Regions from separate parts of the Urocitellus parryii genome. Here region 2 is linked to region 1. Evidence: chromatin contacts called from public Hi-C data. All regions are on one chromosome and are shown on one strand. Each heading gives the region's core, a stretch centred on a gene start, on an enhancer-like site or on the middle of the called end of the contact. The rest is flanking DNA. Distances are from core to core; before and after follow the strand shown.

Region 1 (7,527 bases), core at 2,018-4,517:
GTTGTTCTAAAAGAAGGAGTTTGACCCTGAATCTCTCTGGCTTCCTGTCTCACCATTGTGATGGGTAGTGCAAGTATTCCCAATGTCATGCCCCCATCCACCATGAGAACTTGTTAAGTAGTTCCCGGGTGCTGAAGTGAGATGCCTGGCAGATAGGCTCCCTGCTCTTCACCATGAAGGCCAAATAGATGGGTCCGCTTCATCTTGGACATTCGGACTCCAGAGATGTGAGCTAAATAAATATCTTTTCTTTATAAAGTTTCCAGCCTCGGGTAGTTTGTCATAACAGCTTGCTATCTTGTTTTAATAATAGAGGACTATGGTCTTTTATGTGAAACCCATGGGTTAGATATGTATAGATTCATAATTTCTCAGGTTTCAGAATGATAACACTGCTCTTATGGTATAACTTTGAATTACTCCTAGTGGACTTGGGGTAATGTCTATAATTAAGCACACTTTTATTTTCTAGCAAAACAAATATTCATATGAAGTGGGATAAACAAGACTACATAGCTTCATGTCAGCTCATCTTAGGTAATTTTTATCACTAAGAATTAATTTATTTATTTTGAAGACTGTTTTTTAAAAATACCTTTATTTTACTAATTTATTTATTTTTTGTGGTGCTAAGGATCAAACCCAGTGCCTCACATATACTAGGTAAGTGCTCTACCACCCAGCTACAACTGCAGGCCCAAGAATTACTTTAAAGACTAGATTTTCAGGGCTTTTTATACTTAAAGTGTTCAGATTAAGGGAGCACAGGTCTGTAATGGCATTATCAGCATCTTCTTGATGCATTAACAAGTGTGTGTACATAATGTTTTCTTGATGCCTGTTTAATTTTATTTACTGGAAGCTCCTTATTCCTATATTAACCCCAGAGAGGCATTGGCCATGTTTTGCTCAGGTCTTGCTTTCGACCTAGGCTTTTGCACTGGGCAAGTTAGATTTCTAAGGGATGATGGAGAAGTGACTGCCACTCTCGTGACCCTTTTACATCACAGACAGACTTGGTAACCGCTTGCTTGTTTCTACCAGCCTTCTCGTCCACTTATTAACTCAGCACAGCTTTGCAATTTTACTTTCTGAGGCTACTAAAGATCCTTGTACCTGAAGAATCAAATGAAAGTACAAGAATGAAGAGCAGGAGCTGCAAATAAAGACGGGAAGAACACCAAGCTTAGCTTTGAACTTGTAGGAAGAGCCTTGATTAACGCTGGACTAGACACCCACGAAAAACACCACTTCCTCTTAAATCTCTCATAATCTCCTAGAAATCAGACTTCAAAGATCCAAGGTGCAAAAAGTCATCTAGGATGCTGTCCAGCCTCAAAGAAGTCCACAAAGACTGGAGCTGGAAAACAAGTGGGCGGGAACACAAGTGTGGAGAGGATATACTAACACCAACAACACACCAAAGACTGGAATGGCACAAAGCTGCAAGGAGAGGAAGTCCCCAGAGACACCAGCAGGGTGAGACCCATAAAGGGAAGAAAGAGGCAGGCATATGCAGTTTTTAGACTGTAATTTATTGCCTAGTACAAGGATAAAAGCTACCCACTAATGCATTTATTTTAGAAAGTTAAATTTCACATGCGTGTTACTAAAATACCAAAAGCCATACATAACGTCTGACCCATGCTGCCACCTCATATGGCAAATTCTTACATGGCAGCTTAAAAAAGATTGTTTGACTGGTCCAGTGTCCTACGGTCAGGAGACTTTTTTGTCTCACATATTGAGTTTCCAATGTCTCTCACACTTCCTCCTTTTCAGATGCACAAAAGGTTTTTGTAAAGTTTCTCTTGGTTTTATTGCTGGCAGCTACAGAAACCATGCCACATGCCTGGTGTAGAGTTATAGGGTGTGATTTTCTTTTGACTAGTGTCTTCAGAACTTCTGGGTTTTAAAATACAGCTATGAGAATTTCCATGGGAGTTGTAAATGAAAACCTGTACTAATTCAAACTCTTTACTGGACTAGTTATGTCTGAGATTGGTAGATTGGTGCTGCTGCAGCGTTCTGAGAGCCCCTCCTCAGACATGCTCCAGGGTCCCCGGAGGTCCCCCACTTCCATTTAGGCGTTCGGAGTTCTACCGGGGCGGGGTCTGGCCTGAAAACCATTTTCTGTACCCTAAAACTATATACGCCTAAGGGAGAACACTTGTAGATGTAAAAGCTTAGGAAACGTGGCTGGGACTTTCACTGGGGGCCGGGAGGCGCTCTTCCAAGGCAAGGACATGGAATGCAATCCCCACTTGTCAGTTGACTCGCTTTTGGGCCAATTGTCTTCTATACAAACAAGTACCCAGCTCCTTATGTGTCTGCTAAGACCGCCAGGTAAAGCACACGATCACTGCACGGCCCCGGCAGTCACTGGCTAGCCCCCACGGTGCCGAAGGCGCTGGTCACCGCGCGGGGTGCCCCGGGCGCAGCGCCGCCTCCAGCAGGGGGCGAGCTCCTCCCACCGTCGTCTCGCTGGACGGGCCTTCCCCGCGGTTTGGGTGGGGATTCCGGGGGATTCCTCGCCAGGGGTGGGGCTGGCCCGCGGAGGGGTGGGCTCCGATGCCTCCGAGGAGAGTGTCCCGCGCCCCCTGCTCGCGCCCTGGTGGGCCCCGGTGCAGGCCCGGGTTCGGGCGGGCCGGGAGGTGTCCGTGCGCCGCCAGCTCGGGGGGCGCGCCCTCGAACCCCGGCGCGCCGCGCGCCCCGAACGCCGAGACAATGCGGCGCGCGGCGGCCAGGAGCGGCTGGCGGGCCGGGGCGCGCGCCGCCTTCCTTCCTGCAGGCTCCGCTTCCCGGCGGCGCGGCGGCGGCGAGCGCGCCCATTGGCGGCCCAGCCCTCCGCGCCGCCCCGCCCCGCGCCCGGCCGGCCGCCGCCCCCGGCCCGGACCCGCCCCTCTCCGCGGGAGGCGTTCGGGGCCCGCGGCTGGGTGGCGGGCAGTTCCCGCCGGCTCTGCGCGCCCGCCTCGGGGCTCGCTCGGAGAGGACGCGGCGGCGGACGCAGCAGCCCTCGGCGCGCGCGGGCGGACGGCCGGGCCGAGCTGCGGGGCCGCGCCGCCCCTGCTCCCGCGGCCGGCCCGCGCCCTGCGGCGGCGGATCCCGCGCTGCGCTCCCTTTGTCCGCGGGCCGGAGCGGCGGCGGCGCCCGAGCGCTCGGCGATCGGAGCCCGCGGCGGCGGCGCCCGAGCGCTCGGCGATCGGAGCCCGCGGCGGCGGCTGAGGCGGCGGCTCCCCCGCGGCCGGCCGCCCGCGCGCCGCGGCGATGCCGGACCAGATCTCCGTGTCGGAATTCGTGGCTGAGACCCTCGAGGACTACAAGGCGCCCACGGCCTCCAGCTTCACCACCCGCACGGCCCACTGCCGGAACACGGTGGCGGCCATCGAGGAGGTGAGCGGCGGCCTCGCGGGCGGTCGGCTCGGCCGCAGGTACCGCGGCGCGCGCCCCGGGCAGACCCCGCCCGCGGCCCGCGCCCTCCCGCCGCTGCGCCTCCACACCCGGGAAAAGTTTCTCGTGCTCCTGAGCCGGAGCGGCAGGGCCAGCCCTGCCCGGAACAGAAGCCCTTTGTTCCCGTGGAGGTGGCTCCGGGGAGAGGCCGGGTGGCCACCTTGGGCCTTTCCGAGATCCCGCGCGCCCGCCCTCCCTGCCCTCGCGGGGCTCCGCGGCGGCGTCCTCGACCCCCCGGCGCGGCCAACTTCGGCCCGGGAGTCGCGATCGGCTGCGAGCGGGGGACCCCGATGCCCGCCGCGGCCCGGGGTCGTGGGTACCCGCGCGGACCTCGCCAACTTGTCCCCGAAGTGGCCCGGTGGGGACAGCTGTGCGTCCCCGGCCGCCCGCCGCAGCCGCCCGGCGCCTCCACTCTCCGTGGGTCGGGGGGACCCGGTTGCCCAGGAAGGGTGCCCCGCCAGCCTGGCCGCCCGGCCGCCTCCGCGCCGTGCCGCAGAGGAGCGCTGCACCGCGTGCGCGGAGCCGGCGCCGTGATGTCCGGAGCCCTGATGGCCGCTCCCTGGTACCTGCGTCCCACCTGCTGGAAGTCCGGTCGCCTCCCTGCCTCTCCACCTGGGAAAGGCCTGGTTTTAGTAAACGGCTTTCAAGGTGCCAAGTCATCGCGCCGAGCTGCTAGCCTGTGGGCTCTCCAGATGCCGGGAGAGGGCACGTTGAGGAGGGCAGCAGCTTAGGCTGAGAAAGCAGCCTGCGGAGTGGGAAGGAGCAGCCCCAGAGTCCAGGGGCCATGGCCTCGCCTGGATCCTCCTTTTCCTTCCCTCCCGAATGGGATTAGAACGCTGCTCTTCCGCATCAGAGGCATTGTGTGCCAAGTGTTTGCGCTCATTATAGGTGACCGGTTTCAAGCCACACGTGTGGCAACAGTGAATTGGAACATTGCGTTTCTTTTGGCCACAATGTCAAGTTACAGCCCTAAAATTGAGTATTGTAGGTGTTTTTGAAGAAAATGCTTGGCCCACAGTGAATGGGGGTGTGTGTCACCAGTGAGTGGCCGCGTTACCCTTCCCCCTTTGAACAAAGCATCTGCTGTTAGGAATTGGTTGGAAAAAAAAAATGTAGAATGTTTTTCCTTAGTGGAATTTTTTTTTTCTTTGTAGACATAAACAGTCAATACTGGGCTAAATGAAAAATGCCAGATTCAGCATTCTGAATGTTGAAGTATGGCTAGGGCATCCTCCCTAACTCCCTACTCTCCTCCCTGTTTTTGGCAGAGAGCTGCAAGTAAACCTTTGGTGGTGAGTTCTGTGATTCTCAGATCTCTTCACTACACTTTCATGAGCAGGGCTTAAAAGGATGTCTTCAGATGAGGCAGGTGGGGATGGATGGATGGAATTTTTTCTCTAGTTCCAGTTGAAAATAGGAAAATGTTAACAGTGTTTTCAAAATACATCATTAATAATACTTATGGAAATGATTGCAATCAGAAAGGTAGCAGCTATTCATTAAGGGAAGGAGCTTTGTACATGATGCCTTAAAAAAGGGCTTGATTGTATTTAAAGTTCTGTTGCCTTTTCCCCCTGTAGTTTGTCAGTTAAATATTATTAACACTGGCAGATGTTGGAAAGCCAGGCAAATAGGAGTTGCTATTAAAATTGGCATACCCCTTTTCTGATTAATTTTTCAGTAGATGAATCCAAGCCTTTTTTTTTTTTTTTTTTTTTTTGTATGCTGTGCAGGAGATTACCCTAGAGCTCAGTTACCAAGCAGATTAAAGAGAGACTGGATTTGGTCATTTTGTTAAATTGCAGGCTTGCTTCATGTTGCCATCTGAGCACAAGACTGGGTTGGAGTCTCAAACATGGAAAAATTAAAACCATTGCAGGTTTATCTCACTTTAAATAAATGTAGTATACATGCTGTGATGATGACAAGTGTGAACTTGGATTCATGGCAACATCTGAAAGTTGTTTACTTTCTGAGAGGAATCAGCATGGATTGTTTAAAAAAATGCTTTTTTCCCCAGAGCACTTAATGTTCAGTTCCATTATAAAAACTTGTTCTGTGTATGATTTAATGACAAATGATTCCCACAAAATTTTGTTTTCAGTTTTTTTTGTTCATTTTGTTTTTTGATATTGGGGATTGGACCCAGAGGGTGCTTTATCCTTGAACTATGTCCCCAGCCCTTTTAAGTTTTTATTTTGAGACAGGATTTTGCTAAATCGCTTTGGTCCTTGCTAAGTTGCTGAGACTGGCTCTGAACTTGCAATCCTCTTGCCTCAGTCTCCAGAATTGCTGAAATTATGGAAGTGTGCCTCCAGGCCTGGCAATATTTTGGTTTTAAATAAGACATTTACTTTTTATACTGCACACGAGAGAGGATATTGTGACATAAAGTTTTGCAGTTAACAGAAATTAAAAAAAAATAAAATTTAGGCCTATGTTTAAATGAGTTATAAAATTAGTGGATTATTTTTAGATGAATTAACCTTTGTATATATTTATTTCCAATGGAGGTTGTGTCTGCAAAAAAGTCATTTTCCAATGGAAATGTGCTTTTTTCCCCCGCTTTGGTACTGGGTATGAAATGTGCTTTTTTGATTTGCATACCTGTAGCTGGAATATTACTAGGTACCTGGTCCCTGCCCTACGCTGCAAATGTCACATGGGTTGTCTTTAATCTGAGCCCTGCTCTGTAGAGGAGGAAATTGAGGCTGGGAGAGGTGGTTATTTGCTCAAGTTTATAGAGCTATTAAGTGGAATTTGAACCTGATTCCAAGCTATCTTCAGAAACTAAACTCTAGCTTTAATAATCCTGCATTCTCTAAATTGCTCCTTCGTGAGGTCAATTTGGGTTCATGTTCAGACTCCAGCACTTGCAGTTTGTGAACTTGGGTGAGATACCTAACATTTTCTCATTTTCCTCAGCTTTCTAGACTGGATAATCATACCTTTCTACTTCTGATGATTGTGGTGAACACAGCACCTATCAGACAAATAGTTTAATAAATGCTGTTTTCCAGATCATGTTGTAGTTAATGCACAGACAGACCCTGGAGTGAGGATAGGCTTTACATGGTGGTGGGGGGGAGTGTAAAGAAGGGGACAAATGAATGAGTGCATGAGTGAATGACCACTTCACACTCACCTTTTAGCTAGTGTGCCGTCTTGGCCGCAGGTGAGTGTACAGCTGTTTTCAATTTTCACTTGGCGATCACTTTCTCTGGATGAAGTAATTATTTTGCACAATTTTAGCAAACTTAGCAATGTCTGGTGCTGCAACTGGCGTCTGCCCTGTGCTTTTGGAAATAATGGAGAAAATAAGTAGTTTTGGCATAAATCTGAAGAGTGAGCTGTTTTTTTCCCCCTTGGGCTCCGCCCCCCCCCAAGCCCTGTCTTAGTTTCTCTAAGTCTCTGGGCGCTTTGAAATTTTCTTAAAATATGGAAAAATTGTGTACATACTCGGATGTTCAGGTTTTTAGTTAGGCCGTCTTTATGACACCATCCATTCTCCCTTGCTTATTTGGCATTGATGCAGTTTTAAAAATAAATTTGATGTTGACTCCTTAGTATTAAAATTTAATCTATTTCCTTCCGGGGCCATAATCTCTGCTTTGTTGTCCTTGGTTACCTTGGAAATCTCATTGCTGTCATAATCACTGGGTTCTAACTGCAGGGGGACAGTGAACATCTGGGCCTCGCAGACTCCCAGGGGCCCTGCTGTCCATGGGTCCAGACCCCTCCCCGCTGTTACGTGGGAACCAGGCCTCAGGCATTTTAGGCAGGACTCCGATTTTGAATTTTAGCTTTTTGTGACTTGTTTGCAAAGCGTCTTCTTCAAGTCCCAGATGGACAGATTCAGAATCTGGTGAGAGGACAGGATCTTGCCTAGTACATTCACGTTCTTGGAAGTCAGCCTCTGTGGGTCAAATCGGGCCACGTTTTTATGCTGTCCTGAAATCTGAATTTATGTATTTGGAACATCTTAAATCACTTAAACAGGGAAAGATCTTTTCAGGTGAGCTTCCCCTCCTGCTGGATGCAGGTTCTCTCTTAGGATTAATAGTAACAGTACTAATT
Region 2 (7,527 bases), core at 3,588-6,087, 160 kb after region 1:
CAGCGACGTCAAGGAAAGCAACATCAGATCATTCTAGGCACTGCAGGAGTAAAAACCAATTCCTCCAACTCTCAGAATGCACTCTTTTATTAAAATGGAAATATTTTCCCCTGGATACTCTTCCTGTTCATTCTTTTCCTATTAAATTGCAAAAAGCTGTGCTGGGATGTGGCTACGTGGTAGAGGACTTGCCTAGCGTAGGTGAGGCCCCAGGTTCAAACCCCAGCACCACGTTAAAAAAAAAATTATACACATCTAACACGATAAGTTGAGAGGCAGAAACACTGTCCTACAGAGAAGTGAGGAAACACAGGTAAGATCGCGTCCTTGGCTGTTCAAGTTCAGTCCTCACTCTGGCTGATTCATGACGGGCACAACACGTGCTGAACTGCTCACCACCCAGGTGCTGGGATTCAGTTCCTGCTCCAGGTTCACATCCTGTACTTGGTGAGACTAAAACAAGGCACACACCTCTCAGAAATGAGCGTTTTTCTTGAAGTCTGGAAAATCATTTTTTTACATATATATTTTTTAGTTGTACATGGATACCTTTATTTTATTCATTTATTTCTATGTGGTGCTGAGGATGGAACCCAGGACCTCCCATGTGCTAGGCAAGTGCTCTACTGCTGAGCCACAGCCCCAGACCTGGAAAATCTTTTAAGTAAACACTGACATGAAAACGTTCCCCCCAACTCCCTACTCCGGTAAGGCCAGGCAAGGAGATGACTTTAAGTGACTCAGAGTCTTGCTACGTGGGATCTTTCCTTCCCCACACGTCTATTTTTTTTATAATACCTTTCAAGTGTCAGTGGTATCTCCCCATGTCCAGGCAGCAACATTCCCCTTGGAATTTTAAGCTGCAGGATGTTGCAGGTCACAGAACTCCACCACACTGTCTCCTGGGACCTCAGCAACCTGTGGCACGTTCACCTGCTCCACAGATGTTCCTAAAGGCCAGGAACATGCCACAGACTGCCTCATGCTCCAGGAAGGGAGGACATAATCTGTATTTTATGGATGCGGGAACTGTGACCCAACTTTCAAGAGAATTTATGAATAAGACAGCCTAACTTATTTTAACCAAAAATCTATCTCTACAGAAAGAACAGGGAATGTGCTTACTGTGGAACTGAACAGGATTTTATTGTCTTCAAAGGCTCCACAGAGGGCAGTCTGCACCACAGCTTCCTTCCATTCTGCCGGTCAAGCCTTTCAGAGGAGCAGTGCCCCTGGTGAAGGAACGAGAATGAGGACATCAAAAGCCCCTGGTCTTGCACAGGTTTCTTTGTATTTGGAGACCCCACTCTTAGTCCACTCAGTAGGTCCCTGGCCATGCCTGACCACTGAGCCCAAGCTTTGTATAGTCAGCCTTGTCATCCACTTTCTTTCTATACTTTGCTATATTTATGGAAAAGATTTGATTCAGTCACTCATTCCTGAGTGATTAGTGAGCAACTAGTAGGTGCTGGAGGAATATCAGAGACAAAAGTCAAGCCTCTGACCTCAAGGGGTATATTTTTATTTATTTTTTTTTTTTTAAGAGAGAGTAAGAGAGAGGGGGACAGAGAGAGAGAGAGAATTTTAACATTTATTTATTTTTTCCTTAGTTCTCGGCGGACACAACATCCTTGTTGGTATGTGGTGCTGAGGATCGAACCCGGGCTGCACGCATGCCAGGCGAGCGCGCTACCGCTTGAGCCACATCCCCAGCCCAAGGGGTATATTTTTAAAGGGAGCAGATAGACCAACAAGAAAAACAAACATAAAATGTATTATTAGAGAACAAAAGTTCCTATGAGGAAAGCTGAAGCAGGGTAAGGAGGAGGGGATGTGATCAGAGACAAGAGGGGGCTGTTTTGGAGTACTGGGAATTGAACTCAGGGCCAAGAGTATCCCACCACTGAGCTACATCTACATCCCCAACACTGGCTTTTTTTTTTTTAATATTTATTTATTTTTTAGGTGTAGTTGGACACAATACCTTGGTTTTATTTATTTATTTTTATTTGGTGCTGAGGATCAAACCCAGGGCCTCAGGCGCGCTAGGCGAATGCTCTACTGCTGAGTCACAACCCCAGCCTCCCCACTCCCACACACTGGCTTTTTAAATTTCTATTTTGAGATAGGGTCTCAACAAGTTGACCAGATTGACCTGGAACTTGCGACCCTCCCCTCAGCTGAAGCCTGAATGAAGAAGGGCAGGCTGACTGGTGGAGGAAATGCTCCAGGTATACAGGTGAGCATAAGGAGCCCCAGGAAGTGTGCTGGTATGAGCACAGTATGAGGCCAACGCAGCTAGGGCAGGAGAAACAGAAAACATGACAGAAGGCCTGGCAGGTCACGTGAACAATGTGGTTTGACTTGAGTTTAATAGGAAAACTAGAGGCTTTTAAAAGGCAGTCGGGGGCACGATTAGATTTCTGGCCACAGGTGGAAAAATAACTGCATAGGATAAAAGCAAAACAGAGAGGTTAGATGGCTATTGCAGGAAGCTTCAGAGAACAGCTTTTCAGTAAGGGAGAGATGGCAGGAGAGCCTTATTCCCAGATCCACACAAAACTGGGTTAATGAAGCAGCCTAAAGTACATGTAAGTGGTCTTTAGCAGGTTAAAATGTTGGTATGTAACATTTAAACACAGGAGCCCTGTGGACACCAAAATCCCCCAATGCTCAAGCCCCTGATGCAAAGCAACATAGTACCTACACATCACCTATGTGTGTCTCCCCTCCCTGTACACGTTAAATCATCTCTAAATTTCTTAGCATGCCTAATATTTGATGTAAATGCTAGGGGAGTAGTGGTTACACCATATTATTTAGGGAAAAATGTCAAGAAAGTCTCTACATGATCAGTAATATGCAATATTTTGCAAATGTTTTCAATCTGGGGTTGGCTGAATCCAAAAATGTGGAACTCATGGACATGGAGAGCTGACTACACATATATACACATACTAGTATAAAGGCACTCCTATAATGCCTTTGCAACTCCATAAGACTTGCTTTTCAACTTTGATCCAGGACCCTGGGCGGGGGGGAAGCACTTTGATATCTACTGCCATTTTGATGCATGTTCTTAAGAAAAACATTCTTGCCTTTAAATTACTCTTGCATAAAAATAAGGCCAAAGATACTGATTGTCACTTGGATGTTCCACAGGCTCATTAAACGCAAAAATGTCTAAAGCTGAACACATCATCTTCCCCTCCAGATCTGCTCCTCCCTCACTTCTCCCTCTTAGGAAATTATATTATTGCTGGTAGCAACCAGGAAATCCATCACTCACTGTCCTTCAGTTCCCACATCTAATCAGGCACCAAGATCCTTGTTTACACCTGCGGAGTTCTCTAATCCAGCTCTAGAACAGGCTCCACATCATCACTAGATAACTACACAGCTAATTTTTCAACATCCAATGGAAGTGGTAGATCCTCAACCTACAAAATGTGCAAGTATACACGCTGTGGAATATAATTTAAAGAATCCACAAACCTACTGATGATATTTCATGGATACGTGGACTTGTCCTATGGGATTCCTTGCCACTCTAAATCTACCAAGACACTTCAGCCAAAAGGATTAAAATAATTTCTTTCAAACACAAATCTGAGACCACTAGCATGCTTGAAATGTTTTCACTGGTCTACAGTTAGAGACTAAAGTCACAGTTCTTCCTCAGGACGTGCATGGACCTCCATGACCCATTTCTCCCTGCATTTTCCACTGCACCTGTAGTTCATCTCTCAGCCATGCAAAGCTGCCTTGATTCTCCATAGCACCGTGCTCCATGTTCCCATGCTTTGCTCCCACATTTTCTCACCTGGAATGCTCCTCACATTTTAGTTACTGTCTATTATTTTTCACAGCTCATTTCAGGCTGCTTCTTTTCTAAAAAACCTCAGCTCTCCAGGTTGAGTTAAGGGACTCAGAGCATGAACATACACCTAATCATAGCATTCCGAACTGCTACCACTTATAATTCTATCTCCAAAGTAGCCAAAGACAGGGCTGTTACTCTCTGTACACCCACCGAGCAACAGTGGACTTGCTCTGTACACCCACCGAACAACAGTGGACCAGTTCATGAAGCCAAGAACTGGTTAGTGCTACAGAAACCGCTAACCCCTTCACCTGACCACCACTGTTATAGTAGGACAACGTGTTCACAAGAGGTCGCCAAGGCGCCAAGAGAGCCAGTGACGTGCCCAAGGTCACCAGGCTAAGAGCTGACAGGCCAAGTTTGGGACCTAGACAGAGGCAGCTTCAAAGCTCTTTCTAGACACCCACCTGCGTCGTACATGTCACCGGTGCAAAGGATGCAACAGTAAACGACAGAACCCTTGCCCGACTGCAGCGATGCCAAGGGGAGAAGGGCACGCGCGAGAAGGCAGTGCGCTTCTCGCCTCGCTCTGCCCCGGCACCGCGGACCTGGCCCAGGAACGGCCCACAGCTCGGCGCTCCGGCCCCAGCGCCCTCGGCCGCTCAGCACAACAGAACCGACCTCTGGCATCCTCCCTCGCCCAGCCGCTCCCCGGCCCGGGTGCCCGCATCTAGGACCTCCGAGGGAGGGCGGGTCCCCACGACACCACGGACTCCCCAGGGCCCCACCCATCCGTCCCGACAGCCGGCGCCGCCCTCGCGCCGCGTTCCCGCCACCGCCCGAGAGCCCGGCCCTGAACCCCGGGGCTCTCACCTCGCGGCCGTGGGCCCAACCCCGGGCCGCCTGCGCCTCACAGGGAGTTGGAGTTGGAGCGCCCAGCCGACAGCACCCACGCGGGTACTCCAGTTCTAATTCCAGCGCCACCTTTTCCAGCCCTCCTGCCCTCTTCTGCCAGGCCCCGCCCCCGTGGCGGTGCGCAGGCGCGGACTTCAGGGCCCGCCCCAGGTTCCTGGGCTCCAAGCGGCGCGGAACCCCGGAGGCGACGCCCCCCCCCCCACCCACGCCGGCTCTCCGGCCGGAAGTCGAGGGGAGGGGCCTAGTGCCACGGGCGCCAGAGTGGCGGAAGCTGCCTCTGGGTGGATGGGGTTTTTCTTGTGTAGTTGCTGTGGCTGTGCTTGTAATTCAGACAGACTCCGGCGGCGAGTCCCTCACCCGCGCTCCTCCTCAGACTTCCAGGATGTCTGCAATTCCTGCGGAAGAGAGCGACCAGCTGCTGATCCGACCCCTGTAAGGGACCAGCGAGACCGAGCGTGAAGCCGCAGGCCCAGGGAGAGCCAGCGGGGCTTCGAGCCGGGCTCCGGGCCGGCCCCGTCGCCCCCACTCCAGCCTGCGGCCGCCGGTCCTCGCCCGCAGCTGCGGGCCAGGCCGGCCAGGCCCCAGGGGTTTGGAGCGCTGTTGGTCGGAAATGGCCTGCTAGGTTGAGAGGGAATTTGCGTGGCTTCAGTCTTAGGGGAGGATATGTTGGGGTTAAAAAAAAAAAAGTTATTTCATCCCGCCGCGTGCCTTCAAGTAAGAAGGGTTATCCGCACCTGCCCGCATCTCGCGCATCAGGGCAGGCCGAGAGGGAACCGACCGTGACGGGAGGGCCTGGGGAAGGCCATGACAGTGCAAGGAAAAACTAAGCCTCTCTCCTTTTTTTTTTTTTAAATAATTTTTTTAAGTTGTTAACAGACACAGTACCTTTATTTTATTTGTTTGTTTTTATGTGGTGCTAAGAATCGAACCCAGTGCCTCACACGTGCAAGGCAAACGCGCTACCAACTGAGCTACAACCCAGCCTTAAATCCGTTTTTTATTAGCTCCAGGACGTGACATGGTGCCAAGATGTGAGAGAGGGGAAATAAGTTAGGGACTTGATGTGAGTTTTTACCTTCAAAGCTCCGACCCTGGCAGAACAAGGCAGGAAAGTGGATGTCAGAAATAGCAGAGAAGTTATTGTCAAAAACTCAGCCCTGTAGTGCCCATAAGAAGACTGGTCTTTCAGTGGAGTTGGCCTTCTCCATTCTGGGATGTGTAAACAAAGAGAACTTATTCCTATAGATGAGCAATTTGTGCAAACATGGTTATTGTTCAGTATTAGATATTAGTATCATATGAATGTGCTTTTTTCAAAAAGTAGAAAGTATCTGCTTTACACATTCATTCAATAAGGATTTGTTGAGTCCCTACTGGGCACACAGCCTCAAGTCTTTGATGTTTAGTTCACAACTGTCATTTCTGTGTGTGTTCTGTAAACACAGAGCAAGTGACAAGCACTACACCAGGCACTGAGGATACAAATAAGACAGAAGGCTGAGTTCATTGGTTTTAACATTTTGGAGGCAACTGGAGTGCAGAGTGGAAAGTACTGGAGAGAGTTTAGAAAAATAGGAGCCAATTACTTGGGAGTCAGGCCTAAAATTCATTCTCTATCACTTAGTAGGACAACAGCCTCACTGAATCTGTTTCCTTATGTGGGGATAATAATGCATATTGCAAGGAGTAAAGACCCTGGTAGGTGCTTATTAAATGACAGCTCGTACAAGAGCACAGGTAAGAGTTGCACTAACTGCTGAGAGAGTATGAAAAAGGAATTTTTTAAAATGTTTATTTTTTAGTTGTAGTTGGACACAATATCTTTATTTTGTTTATTTATATGTGGTGCTGAGGATCGAACCCAGGGCCTCACAGGTGCTAGGCAAGCACTCTACCACTGAGCCACAACTCCAGCCCATGAAAAGGGATTTTTTTTTTTTTTTTTTTTTTTTTTTTGGTGCCAGGGACTGAACTCAGGGGTACTCGACCACTGAGCCACATCCGCAGCCCTGTTTTGTATTTTGTTTAGAGACAGGGTCTCACTAAGTTGCTTTGTGCCTCACAGTTGCTGAGACTGACTTTGAACTCACAATTCTCCTGTCTTAGCCTCCCAAGCCACTGGGATTATAGACATGCGCCACCGTGCCTGGCTGAAAAAGGAATTTTTAAGATTGAAGAGAAAGATATTTCATGCATTCCTAGAAAATGGGATGCGTGAACTATATACCAAAGAATGAGTAAGAATTAAAGACAGTGTGAGGACTGGAGTGATACAAGCAGAGGATATGGCACACGTAAAAAAATAACATGGCAGGAATGTTCACAATTCATGGCTAGTATCCTCAAGGCTGTGGCTCATAGGTTAGTACATGAGGTAGGACAGGTCTGTCAGGGTCCATCATGTGAAGTCCCCTTATATTAAAGAGTTTGGGCATTATTTAAAGGAAGCAAACAAAGGATTTTAGGCAAGCATGAGATATACTAGAAATTATATTTTAAATCACTCCTTGCAGTAGTGTAGCAGATGAATAAAGGGTGGATTTATTAGAAGGAATCTACTAGAATGTAATTGAAATAATCCAAGTAAAATGATGAAACCTCTAATCAGAGATAAAGGACTTGAAAAGAAATGGTTTGGGAAGAGATGGCTTTGAGAGAGCATGGAAGTGAAATCTTTAGGATTTTCTAAGTGGTCAGGTGTTACTGTAGGGATGGTTCTAGAATGCAGAGCAGAAGGGAGTATTCAGATAAGGATGATTGAGATTCCTAGGTTGGGCATATTATTCTCA

What was found. A called contact is a pair of places that touch in the nucleus more often than the background predicts.
Region 2: a contact with region 1 is called in a Hi-C map of muscle, with 7 times the contacts expected there. The contact joins the promoter of Itgb1bp1 here to the promoter of Asap2 in region 1. A contact is called at or near these places in 2 of 2 Hi-C or Micro-C datasets (liver and muscle).

The regions. Positions count from the first base shown.
Region 1 is chr12:37,185,753-37,193,279 of mUroPar1.hap1, forward strand. Asap2 (ArfGAP with SH3 domain, ankyrin repeat and PH domain 2) reads left to right here and starts at 3,268. Exons shown (of 27, transcript XM_026397973.2): 1 at 3,268-3,393. The coding sequence starts at 3,268.
Region 2 is chr12:37,348,741-37,356,267 of mUroPar1.hap1, forward strand. Itgb1bp1 (integrin subunit beta 1 binding protein 1) reads right to left here and starts at 4,838. Exons shown (of 8, transcript XM_026396158.2): 1 at 4,697-4,838; 2 at 1,126-1,232. Cpsf3 (cleavage and polyadenylation specific factor 3) reads left to right here and starts at 4,981. Exons shown (of 18, transcript XM_026398881.2): 1 at 4,981-5,170. The coding sequence starts at 5,121.